Linked DNA regions of Sus scrofa: regions 2, 3 and 4 are each linked to region 1. Evidence: chromatin contacts called from public HiChIP or PLAC-seq data. All regions are on one chromosome and are shown on one strand. Each heading gives the region's core, a stretch centred on a gene start, on an enhancer-like site or on the middle of the called end of the contact. The rest is flanking DNA. Distances are from core to core; before and after follow the strand shown. Region 1 holds the start of MRPL9 (39S ribosomal protein L9, mitochondrial). Region 2 holds the start of POGZ (pogo transposable element with ZNF domain). Region 3 holds the start of PSMB4 (proteasome subunit beta 4). Region 4 holds the start of TUFT1 (tuftelin).

The links. HiChIP or PLAC-seq counts read pairs in DNA pulled down with a chosen protein or histone mark.
Region 2: an H3K27ac HiChIP or PLAC-seq map of alveolar macrophages shows a contact between it and region 1. The contact joins the promoter of POGZ here to the promoter of MRPL9 in region 1. A contact is called at or near these places in 1 of 5 promoter capture datasets (fetal liver) and 1 of 2 datasets of contacts at active chromatin or transcription factors (alveolar macrophages).
Region 3: an H3K27ac HiChIP or PLAC-seq map of skeletal muscle shows a contact between it and region 1, with 2.9 times the contacts expected there. The contact joins the promoter of PSMB4 here to the promoter of MRPL9 in region 1. A contact is called at or near these places in 1 of 5 promoter capture datasets (fetal liver) and 2 of 2 datasets of contacts at active chromatin or transcription factors (alveolar macrophages and skeletal muscle).
Region 4: an H3K27ac HiChIP or PLAC-seq map of alveolar macrophages shows a contact between it and region 1. The contact joins the promoter of TUFT1 here to the promoter of MRPL9 in region 1. A contact is called at or near these places in 1 of 5 promoter capture datasets (fetal liver), 2 of 47 Hi-C or Micro-C datasets (retroperitoneal adipose tissue and subcutaneous adipose tissue) and 1 of 2 datasets of contacts at active chromatin or transcription factors (alveolar macrophages).

Annotation. Positions count from the first base shown.
Region 1 is chr4:97,446,900-97,449,897 of Sscrofa11.1, forward strand. MRPL9 (39S ribosomal protein L9, mitochondrial) reads left to right here and starts at 1,261. Exons shown (of 6, transcript XM_003355177.4): 1 at 1,261-1,445; 2 at 1,611-1,767; 3 at 2,242-2,366. The coding sequence starts at 1,293. OAZ3 (ornithine decarboxylase antizyme 3) reads right to left here and starts at 1,594. Exons shown (of 6, transcript NM_001301406.1): 1 at 1,504-1,594.
Region 2 is chr4:97,775,255-97,778,131 of Sscrofa11.1, forward strand. POGZ (pogo transposable element with ZNF domain) reads left to right here and starts at 1,325. Exons shown (of 19, transcript XM_005663451.3): 1 at 1,325-1,675.
Region 3 is chr4:97,836,465-97,839,320 of Sscrofa11.1, forward strand. It overlaps PSMB4 (proteasome subunit beta 4), which reads right to left and starts at 1,445. Exons shown (of 7, transcript NM_001244455.1): 1 at 1,264-1,445; 2 at 815-1,021; 3 at 404-550; 4 at 185-266. The coding sequence starts at 1,403.
Region 4 is chr4:97,703,294-97,706,087 of Sscrofa11.1, forward strand. TUFT1 (tuftelin) reads right to left here and starts at 1,361. Exons shown (of 12, transcript XM_021089860.1): 1 at 145-1,361. The coding sequence starts at 207. It overlaps CGN (cingulin), which reads right to left. Exons shown (of 21, transcript XM_013997148.2): 21 at 1,512-2,794.

The DNA.
Region 1 (2,998 bases), core at 11-2,510:
GTGAGGCCGTGTAGACCGGGAGGTAGAGATGGGTTTACTTAGGAGCACGTTGACTTTGAATTGTTCATTAGACATATAAGGGAAAGATGACATGTAAGCAGTTGGATAATTCAGGTCTGGAGTTTAGAAATCTGGGATGGAGACAGAAATTTGAACTCATTGGCATATAAATGGTACATTAAGCCACGAGACAGAGATGAGTAAAGATGAATGTGTACACTGAGATGAGTAAAGATCCAAAGACTGAATCCTGGGGGTACTCTAAGAAGTAGGAATAAAAGAAATCTGCAAAGGAGACCGTGAAGAAAAATAATGAAGTAGGAAAAAAACAAAAACAAATTGGTGTCCTGAAAGCTAAGAAAGTATAATTAGGAGGAGGGACTGCCGGTCAAAGGCTGTTTATGGGTCAAATAACATGATGCATAGAGCATCTTTCCATAATATCTTTCCTGCCAAACAGACCCTATTCATTCCATTTATATGGTTTACTCCCTGTACTGAAACACTCCACAGAGGGAACTATCCCCCTTGTGATTTAGAATTCATTAAATATGAGCCCAAATACTGCAGAGTAATGATTAAGAGTTAGAGAACTCCTCAGGTTGACACAGTCTTCCATAGGATCCATCCTTTCACCACTTTTGGGTAGATTTGGAGCAAGGAAAAGTGAGAGCAGCACACGCCACCCCCGACCCCAGCACTCAGTTTTCATAGAATGTCAGAATTAGAAGTGACGTCGGAGAACTACTAGAACTGAATCAAAGCCGCCGCTCTAAAGACAAAGAGTAGCCATGGAGTTCCCGCCAGGGCACAGTGGGTTAAAAATCTGACTGCAGCAGCTGGGGCCGCTTCCGAGCTGCAGGTTCAATCCTCTGCCTGGCGGCCTGGCGCAATGGGTTAGGGATTCAGCATTGCCACAGCTGTGGCTTGGATTCAATCCCTGGCCCCAGGAACTTCCATATGCTGCAGGTGCAGCCATAAACTTAAAAAAAAAAAAAAAAAAAAAAAAAGTGAAGCCAAAAGGGGAAGAGGCTGTTAGTGAAACCCAACAGTCATCGATGGCTATGGGTGTCCCTCCTCCAACCAAAAAGAAATAAAAAGAAGAGAGTGGGGGAAATGCTGAATCATAGAGCACTCATCCCAGATCCCAAGGCGGCGGCGGCGGCGGCGGCGTCTGCTGCCCGGGCTTCCCCAGGCTGAGCTCCGTCTCAGGCGCGCCGCGGGCACCCGGTGGGGACCTTTTCTGCCGCCGGCGCCGGGGCCCTTCCAGTTCTCCCTCGGCGTCCGCGACCATGGCGGCGGCCGCCTGCACGGCCGCGGGCGGAGGTCTGCTGCGGGCAGGCCTTGAGCGGCTGCTGCGAGGAGGAGTTCGGGCGCTCCTCCGGCCGCGACTTGAAGGGGTCACCCCCCGCTCGGAGCGCGCCTTCAGCCTCTCTCTCAGTCGGGTGAGGGCCGGGTCTGAGTTCTGGGTCTGAGTACTGTTTGGGGGGGCGCGGTTGAGACCTGGTGAGGCCCCGGCCTGGGGTGGTGGGCTCTTTTTCAGGTGCTGGCGGCCAGAGGAGGAGGCCTTTGCAGGGAGACTCGCTTATCGTTGTTCCCCCGGCCACCAGAGCACGGTCATTGTGGAGCGTTGGTGGAAGGTGCCGCTAGCCGGAGAGGGCCGGAAGCCGCGTCTGCATCGGCGACACCGCGTCTACAAGCTAGTGGAGGACACGAAACATCGGCCCAAAGACAATCTGGAGCTCGTCCTCACGCAGTCGGTGGAAGGTAAGGCCCGGACAGAGATACTTCCTATCTCAGGCTGGTCCTGTTTGGTATCAGTTTTTTTTTTTTTTTTTTTTTTTTTTTTGCCTCTTTGACTACTTTGCTGGAATAATTAGCTCTCTATTTGAGAAAAGGGAGCCCTAAAAAGTACTGTGATTGTGACATTGGCCTCCTACCTAGAAGATTAGAAGATAAATGCAGCAGCGTCATTAACGGTGTGTATGGGAAGAGAAGTCTGACAGTACGTGCCATAAATAGTGAAATCCTGTGATAGGACAGCACGTCACGTTGCACAGGGAACATTCATCAGGCCCTAAAGAAATGAATGAGAAGTCTCTTACGTGTTGCTCCTAGTGGATACTGATATTTTTTTCTAAAAAGAATAAGCACTGAGAGAAGGCCTTTTTTTCTTGAGTTCTCTCCTCTTTAGGGACTGCTAGATAATTCTGATCCGTTTTCTCTATTCTCTGTTGGCAGAACTTGGAGTCCGAGGTGACCTCGTCTCAGTGAAAAAATCTGTGGGCCGTAATCGGCTACTTCCTCAAGGACTGGCTGTATATGCATCTCCTGAAAACAAGAAGCTGTTTGAAGAGGAGAAATTGGTGAGCTCAAAAGAGGGCAGAGAGGGCCTTGGAAGAATTAAAACCTAGATTTACTCTAGCAGCTTCTTTACCTTTGATATTTAATTTGAAAATGAAGTAGGGACTAGAAGAACAGGAATTCAGAAGCCTAGCCTATGCTCAGAATAGTAAGTTACCTTACTGTTAGTTACCTTAGACTTACTTTTCTTTTTTATTCATCTTTAACTTTCTTATTTCTAGCTGAGACAAGAGGGAAAATTAGAGAAACTCCAGACCAAGGCAGGTGAGGCGGTGAGTAGAAGCATAGAAAACCTTTATGTATTGGTCACCTACAGAAGTCACCAGCCACTTCCTCTTGATTTCTTTGAAGTCTGCTGATTTCAGGTACAGGGTAGAGGCAAGGGGAAGTGTTGTGGCTCCTGAAAGTGGTATTGAGAATTCTGGGGAGATTCTGACTTGTTCTACCTTATTGAGGGAGGCCCCAATCTGAGCACCAGGGCACCCGTTGAAAAGTATGAGATGAGGACTCTGCCTTCAGAGATGTTTACAGAAAAGTTGGAGAGAACATAGACACATGAGAAAGTAATATGTAAACTCAAGGCAGTAAATAAATTGTGATTGAGATGGACCAAAATGGGGTAGGGTGATTGGGG
Region 2 (2,877 bases), core at 75-2,574, 330 kb after region 1:
TACACTAATGGTTATTGATCAATGGTACATGGTATAGTCTACTGGGCTAGAACTCAGAACAGGCTCAGAATATGGCAAAATTTGTCAGTAAGACTATTTCTGAGGCAAATGACATAATGAATTATAGTAATTATGGAGGGAAAGAATAAAATAGGATTAGATCTCCATGTAGAATGTTTTTTGATGATTGATTCCGTAATCCCGCCATGGGCTCTTCCAGATCAGGCCTGGAAAATCTTCAGAAGTATTTTCAGAAGGATTGGTGATCTTCCCAATTCAAATAATAAAGTTTTTCCTAAGAATGACTAGTTGAAATCACTCATATTTTTGGTATGAAATAGGATGATGAAAATGGGTGGTGGTGCATGCATGTGCATGGGTGCACAATTTGGAATGCTTACTTTCACTGCCAATTTTCATAGTCTGGTGGTTTGGAATGTAAACATAGAAAAAGAATAGATATGTTTTTGCATCTCACCAGCCTTGCACGACTACTTTGATTTACCATTTGGTTTGGAGCAGATGTTTGGGTATTGATTAAAGAGCAACTATTTCCTCAAATATCCAAGGAAAATACTAAGCTTTTATCATCTCAGGAGGTAATAAAGGACAAACTTTCTTAGTCACTTGGAAAGAGGTTAGTTTTTGTTTGAGGAAAAATAATAGGTTGATGGTCTTGAATGTACAAATCAATCTTTGGGCCAGTCCATGTCAGCCTTATTTGGAGCAAAGAGCACAGAAGAGGAGTCTACAGTTTCTTAGAATTGAGGATCTCCGAGGATTCTACTCATCTCAAAGCAGTTTTCATACATGATCACCTTAATAAGCAATCATGTGTGACTTCCTTCCAGAATCCAGAAGCGTCTAGGGTAAAAACGGCTTTTAAAATTTCTTCACTTAAGGCCACTTGACTGCATGTCTCTTGAGAAAGAGTGAGTGCCATTTTGACGCTTTTGTTCTAATGACAGTCGTTGGGGCCATTGGGCCTCACTATCTGGCCTAAGGCATGAGGTTCTCCTCTTGGTTAGGTAAGAGCCTTGAGTGGAAAGTGTGGAGATTCCCAAAATTTCCCTGGAAAGTCCCCGCAAGTGAATTGGGGAACATTATCTTTGGAAATCCCATCTTTATCACCAAAACTTAGATGTTGTTTCTGAAGCTAATTATTTTTCATTCCATTTTTTGGGAAAGATTATTTATTTATTTATTTGCAGGCCCAGACAAACTTGACTAGAAAAGAAGCCCGGGCAGGGGTTAGGATGAGCCCATGACGTGCCACGCGCTCCAACCAATTGAAAAACCACGAAAGGGGGAGGGCGGAAGTGACGAGTCGTATCCCTCCGCGGGGCGAGAGGGTCGGTGGGGGGAGTCGGCGTCTCTCTCCCCCGCGCCAGCTCCCGTACACGGAGCCGCATTCCTCGGCCCCCCCGCCCCCCTCCCTCGGGGGCCCCCCGCCCCCCTCGGGAAAAAAAATCCACCTCAAATCACTCGAACCCGAGGGAGGTTTCCTTTCACCCTCGGGGAGACTAGCTTTCAACGGTTCCCTCTTCTCCGTCTCCCCCCAAGCCCCCGTCCCCTCCCCTGCTCCCACCCCCTTCTCCCGGCGCGGGGTGCAAGGTCCCTTTAAGGCGACGGCGCCTTCCTCGGGTCAGACTACCGGCGGCGACGACCACGGGAGGTGAGTGAGCGAGCGAGCCTTCTCTCTCCCCACCCCCTTCTCCCGGGGGTTCCGTTATCTTTTCGCTCGGCGAGGCGTTCCGAGGCGAGACAATGAGAGGGGGATGGGGCGGGAACGCGAGGGGTGGGGGCGGGGGCCCGGTGGCGCGCGCCCCCGCCCCCCTCGAGTGGCGTCGCGGCCCGCGGCGGCGGCGGGCGTGGGGTGCGGCGCGCGAGAGCGTGTGTGAGTGCGTGCGCCCCGGGAGCCGCGCGAGTTGCGCGGCGGGCCGGGCCGGGGAGGCCCCTGCCTGCCGGCCGCCCCCGCCCCCCGGCGCCTGCCGCGGCGCGCGCGCGCGCACTCGCGCCCCACGGCCCCGCACACAGCCGACGTCCACACGCACACCCGGCGCGAGGCGTCTCGGAGGAGTGGGCGGGCGCGGGCGCGGGCGGCGGCCCGCCGGGGAAGGGGCGGGGGCGCGGGCAGCAGCGAGACGGCGGGGCGCGGCGGGAGGGGCTGGCTAGGGGGCGAGGCCGCGCCGGGGAGGCGGGCGGGAGGGGCGGCGGGCCGAGGTCCCCCGGGGGTGGGGTAGGGGTAGTGCTGGGTCCTCTCCGCCCCACCCCCGCCGGGCCAAGAGTGGGGCTCTCTTTTTGAGCTCCAGGAGGAAAATGAGTGATTGCTTAGCCGCTCCCTTGTGTTATGTAATTCCCGCTCGGTCGTATAGTACATCCCAAGCCTTAGCGCACCGCTGTTAGTTTACAAAGTCTCCTCCCCCCCAGCCCCCCTCCCCGCGCTCTAAGATTTCTTTGGGCTGGCGCCGTGATTTACAAAATGGGATGGGGCTTAAAATCTTTATTTTCCGATGATTATATCCTGCCGCGGTGGGCGCCATGTTTATCCCAGGGACTATTTTTCTAGGTTTTTAGCACCTTCTGAAAAGGAGTGATGTCGTTGATTCACCTGCTTTCTCTCCTTTCTACGAGTTGTCCTGATTTCTTCGCCTGTCACACGGGGGATTCCCCCAAATTGTTGCTAATGCTGGACGTTTCTCTGCTTGTCTTGGACATTTTCAGCTTAGAAAAAGGTAGAGCGGGAGAGTCTTTTTAAGTCATTTAGCCCAAAATCTCTTTGAAGATGGAAATTGAGATACAGGTGTCCTGTCTCAGAACAGCCGTCGTTTTGTTGCAAACTGTGCAGCCCTCTACACTCTTTTATAGAGTTCCCAT
Region 3 (2,856 bases), core at 195-2,694, 390 kb after region 1:
TGCACATGTATATTGACTCCTGGACCTATCACCTTGACATGGTCTCTGGACCACAAAGAAAACCATCTGCCCAGCAGTAGGGATCCTAGCCTGTTCCTCATGTCAGAATTGCAAGGGTAGACAACCACTAATCCCTATTGCCTTCTGTCTTCTTCTATCCCTCATCCCTCAACCAACTACTTACCTGAGCCAGGTATGCACCATAACCAGTGGCCAGCGAAGGGGCTTCATAGGCTACACCAAGCATGTCCACGTAACCCAGGAAGCTAACAGGACACAATAGGTCAAAGAACTCATTTCACCTTAGGTTTCTATATGTTAGCTGAAGGATGGGACCAAGGGGTCTGAGTCAGAAGTGGGATTCACTCAGGGAGAAGAGATAGTTATTTGTATTCAAATCAACCTCTCTCCATCAGCATAGCCTCCGATGACCATGGTGTTCCACAGGGGGTTCATCTTGGAGCGGCGGCTGTACATGGCCCTGGTCAGCCACGAATGGATAGCTTTAGGACTATAGCTGTGTCCATCTCCCAGCAGCTCCTCATCAATCCTTAAAAAGAATTGGTTGTGAGAAAAGGGAGAGAACAGAAATCGGGTTTTCCATCCACCCCCAAAAGATGTGACCACAATCTTCCCCTCTTAAACCCACTAAAATAAACTATTTGCAAACATCCTCGAATCTTTCACCCCCCAACAAGTCTCCCCATCCTCTACTGCAGCTTCAAGTTCCTCCACACTAGAACATCTTGATGGGATAAAAACAGTGGATTCCCCTCCCCACCTGGGAACTACTCCTATTCTCTAGATGACTTACACCATTTGGCCGAGAACTTGCTTCAAATATTGGAAATCAGCGTAGTCTCCTGAAGCACCCAGCATGGTGCTGTTGTTGACTCGCATAATGCGAGAGATGTTGCGGAAACGAGCCAAGGAACCATAGGAGCCCAGCATGTCTGCTGCAATCACCACTCCGCCCTCAAACTTGACTCCCAGAACCGAGGTCCCGGTCACCATGGGGTTCCTGGAGATAAAGAAGGGTCTGGCGAGAGGTGGAGGAGAATAGCCTAGGCCCGCTTCCCGCTCTGTGGGTTCCGCTTCTGACTTTCCATGGCTCCTTTCATTCTCCAGGCCCTACTCCTCGAGCTGTCCCGCTGTTAGCGCGCCCGGGGGTCCCCGCCTCGCCTGCCCTGGCTCCCCGAACCAGCCGGCCGCACCAGGCCCCACGGTCTCTCCCCCGCCCAGGCTAAGACGCCAAGAGCTTACTGGGTGCGCGTAATCGGACTCCCATAGAGCACGGATGCCGGGTCCACGATGGATCCAGGAGTGGGAGGAATGCGGTAGAACTGTCCAGGAGCCGGACCCCCGGCCCAGTGTCCCGACCGCGACTCCAAAATCGATTCCATCTTAGTCACCGTAGCTCAAGAAATGAAAGCGTTTGCGCCGACGGAAGCGGAAGTGATCCTTCAGTGCCACACCTTCTTTCTTCCTGAAAGCCACTTCCCGCAGCCATGTTGTTAGGGTCGGGACAGACCGTATGAGCATCCTGGGTGGCGACCGAAACCCAGAGATTTGGAATTGCCAGGCGTCGCATACGTAGCGGTAGAGTCTAGACTAGAACAATGTTCTGATGCTCAAATTCAAGGAGGGAGAGGGTGGTGTGGCAGATGGGGAGGGGGCGGGCTCGTCAAGACTCTGACCTGAGCGAGGAGGCAGGAAGTCTCCTTTCCTTTTTGGATCCTTATCAAAAAGCCCACACTTTAGGAGTTTCCGTCGTGGCTCAGTGGTTAGCGAACCCTACTAGCATCCATGAGGGTTCGATTCCTGGCCCCGCTAAGTGGGTTAAGGATCCGACCTTGCCGTGAGCTGCGGTGTGGGTCGCAGAGGAGGCTTGGATCCCGCGTTGCTGTGGGTCTGGGGTAGGACGGCTGCTACAGCTCCGATTGGACCCCTAGCCTAGGAACCTCCATATGCCCCAGCTGCGGCCCTAAAAAGACAAAAAAAAATAAAAAGAAAAGAAAAGCCTCACACGAAACTAACAGTGAACCCAGGATCTCTTAAGTTCTGTATTTCTCAAAGCAGCCTCATGTGGCATATTCGACCCATTTTATAGGTAAGAAACAGAGACTTGAATAGTGATTTACCTGATCACACAGCAAATAATGGTAGATCTGAGTCTAGGAATCTTACAGTTGTGCGTACCTTGCGGTGTATAATATCTCAGGTGGGTCACTCACTGTGCAGAACCTTCGACAAATCTCTGAAAGTTACCTAGTTGTGAAATGCTCTTACCTACCTCTTAAACAGCAGAAAAATTCCATTGCCTGTGGGAATGTAACTAAATTCCAGGCGTTCCCTTCTCAATGTGGTTCTGTAGCAGGGGCTGGAAGCAGTGTCTAGAATCAAACAGGTGAACCTAAACCTGATAGTTTGCCACTCCTCCCTACACAATTAGATTTTAAATTATTGACTCAGCGGGAAACCAAATCAGTTTTGTTTTTTAAATTCCCTGAGTTAATCTGAACCAAAGCAACGCATGAAATTTTAGCCTAATTGAAATAAAATATTTTATTAGGTCATGAAACCCTGGAAGGGAAGGGTCAAGGTCTTGTGTGAGAGACAACCAGCTGTTGCTCTTTGTATCATCTTTTGGCTGAAAACTAGGTAGTTGATTTCTTCTTCTAATAGCTCATTAATAATCATATTTGTTTATTCGTCTTCTTTATTATTATTTATTTACTACCAATTCTAATTAATAGCCACCTCCTCCCAAACTCCATATTCCAGGTGAATCTTACTTACTCAGAGACTTACTTGGACAATTAGCAGCTATCTGTTGTTATGACAGAAAGCTTAATG
Region 4 (2,794 bases), core at 111-2,610, 260 kb after region 1:
AGGCGGTACAAAAAGAGAAGCGCCGTGAGGGGCTGACCGCACGGCACCAGGTGATGTCAGCGAACTCCGCGCGGGGCACGGTTGGGGCGGAATTAGAAACCAAGAGTACCGAGCGAGGGAGGCGACGTGGTCGCTTTTTCTTACCGAGGTCTGCGCTTCCGGGTGCACGTCCACCAGTGTACACCAGCTACGCGTCCCGTTCATCATCTTCCCGAGAGGGTCACGGAACACACACACAGCCCTCCGCCTTGCAGTCTGGCTCCTACTAGGCGAGCGCGCGCCGAACCGCCCCCCCCTTGTATAGGTGCGTCAGGGGCGGAGGCTGGCAATAGGACACGCCCCCAGGACGCGGTTCGCCAATGACTGAGCAAAATTGTGAAGTGGGCGTAGCCTAGAGGCTTCAGGCCACGCCCGTCTGCGCTCGCTCCGATTTACCTAAAGGTGGGGCTTGGGAGCTACTATCTACTTAACTGAAGTTTTGTCCAGTGTTATATGATTGTACCTCAAACGTTAGTCTTGCCCTCTCATTTCAACTCTAAGGCCAGTGTTGGTAAGAGAGGTTCACCCTGCCAGCCCCTAGAGGATGCAAAATTGGAAAAAAACCTTCCATACATTCTCCTCTCCCTATATTTAGGCCAGCCTGTAGGCTTTGTAGAACTGAGAAACCTTTCCTCCGCCATACAGGCTGCCAGGGCCAGCTCACTCAGACTGGCCTAAGCCAGTCTGGCAGGTGCCCTTCCTTGGCAGAAAGCCCAGGCCAAAGTCAAAGCCAGCTTGGCTCTGGGTGGGGCTTGTTTTGCAGAAGCTATTATATCAAAGCTGCCCTTATATGGATGGGAGAGGCGGGACACATTGCCTTAAAAGGAATTTGTATTCTTGAGAAGGGATGAACCTTAACTTCTCCAATGACATTTGCTCCCTTGGCCCAGGTTAGCATCTTAAGGACCTAGAAGAGAGGATGATCAAGAAAGATCTTGGAGCCTCTTCCAGTCCAGCTGCTCTTAGCATATGGCTTCTCCACCAGGCTATGGTCCATATGGACATGACAGGAGGAGGCCTGACCCACTCCAGAGTGGGCAGAAAGCCTGAATCTGACAGAAGGCTCTGCTGATCAGCTAGCTCCCTGTTCAAGGCAACACAAGAGGAATGCCAGGTAGGAATGGATGGCTATCTTTGTGTCTAAGAGGTGAATGCTGGGGCTATCCCTATGTTCCCAAGGAATAAAAAAAAAAAAAACCAGTTCCAGTCTAACCCTCGAAGGCATTTACTGGCCTTGTTCTTCCCAGAATGTTGTTCAGGAGAGAAGGGAGCTGTTACCAATACTCCATTTATTTCTTAAGGAAATAAAGGAAACCTAGGGAACCTAAGGCTCCCTAGGTTCCATCTGATCTGTTGTAAAGGACCTCTAAAAAGTGAAGTTAAGAAAACCCCAGCTTCGGTCTCTAAATTGAACAATAAAATGGTTTCTTCATAAAGTTAAGATGGGGGAGAATGAGAAGACAAGTCAAAAATTTCAGAATAGATATATAATTTTATGTTTAATTTAAAATAAATTCAATGCTGGATTGGATTGAACTGGGAGATAATATATGATTTGCAGAATAGAGGAACTTTTTTTTTAATCACAAAATCACAAGTTATTGGTGAAAACAGACTTCTCCCTCCTCAAGGCTCTGTACAGAGCCTGCTTAGGAAATAAGAGAGATGAATCATCTCCCTTACCTCCTCCCCACCAGAACTTGGCTCTCCCCAAATCCCAAAGGAGGAATAAATCCTCCATTGCCTCTTTCCATTTCTACCAAGAGTCAGCCTCTAGCCCCTCTGTATGAGGACCAAGCTCCTGAGATATTGAGGGTCCCTCAGTTCCCTAGTGAGGTTGGGCACATCTGATCACAAGGCCACAGAGACCAAAACCTTTGCTTTTCGAACTTGTGTAGACAGTTGTTAGGGTTCCCAGGTGTGACCATCTTACAAGCACATCCAGTCAGAGAGGGAGAAGAGGAAGGATGGAAACCCTGAGCAGAACCAGGCCTCACCACCTTATCATGGCCCTACCAAAGTCCCTCTCGCAGGGGTTCCTAAGTAGAGAAGCTGGTAGCTCTGTCCATCGGTCACTGGGGCAGCAGGAGGGGTTCTTGGAGAGGTATGAATGTGCAGGTATAAAAGGCAAGAAGGGCATCCTTATCTCCTCACCCCGGCTAAGGCACTGAAAAGAAAGGAGGAAATGGTAAAGACGGGAAGGGGAGGAGAAAGGGTCCCTTGGATCTTGGCCTGGGGAAGACAAAAAATATAGGACTGGAGACAGGTGGGGACTACCACGTGGGCCCCATGACTGTGCAAAGAAGAGCATCTGAGAAGTGGGTAGAGCCACGCCAGCATGTCCGTTACCCATTATGTCCTCCTTACCCTGCTCCAGAATGGGAGGAAAATGAGTTACAGGAGTCAAGGGAGCAGAATCATATAGGGTATTTCCCTGAGCCTGGGGTGTAGGGTTAAAGAAATAAAGCTTTATACACATGGCAATTTCGATCCCTTCCTCTCCTGCTCAATCAGCCTATATGCTGACCGAGCTGCTGCTGTGAGGGAGTCGGGGTGGGGGGAGTCAGCACTTGAGGAGAGGATTCAGCTGGCTAAAACGCCCACTCCTCCAGAGGAAAGGGAAAGCCCATCCACCAGCTCAACACTGATGCCTTTTTATCACCATCACCCAGACCCCTCCCTGTCATAGGTCTGAATAATTGGGTCTCCCACAGCAACGGGGATCTGAGGCTGGGCAGGGCAGAGCAGAGCAGAG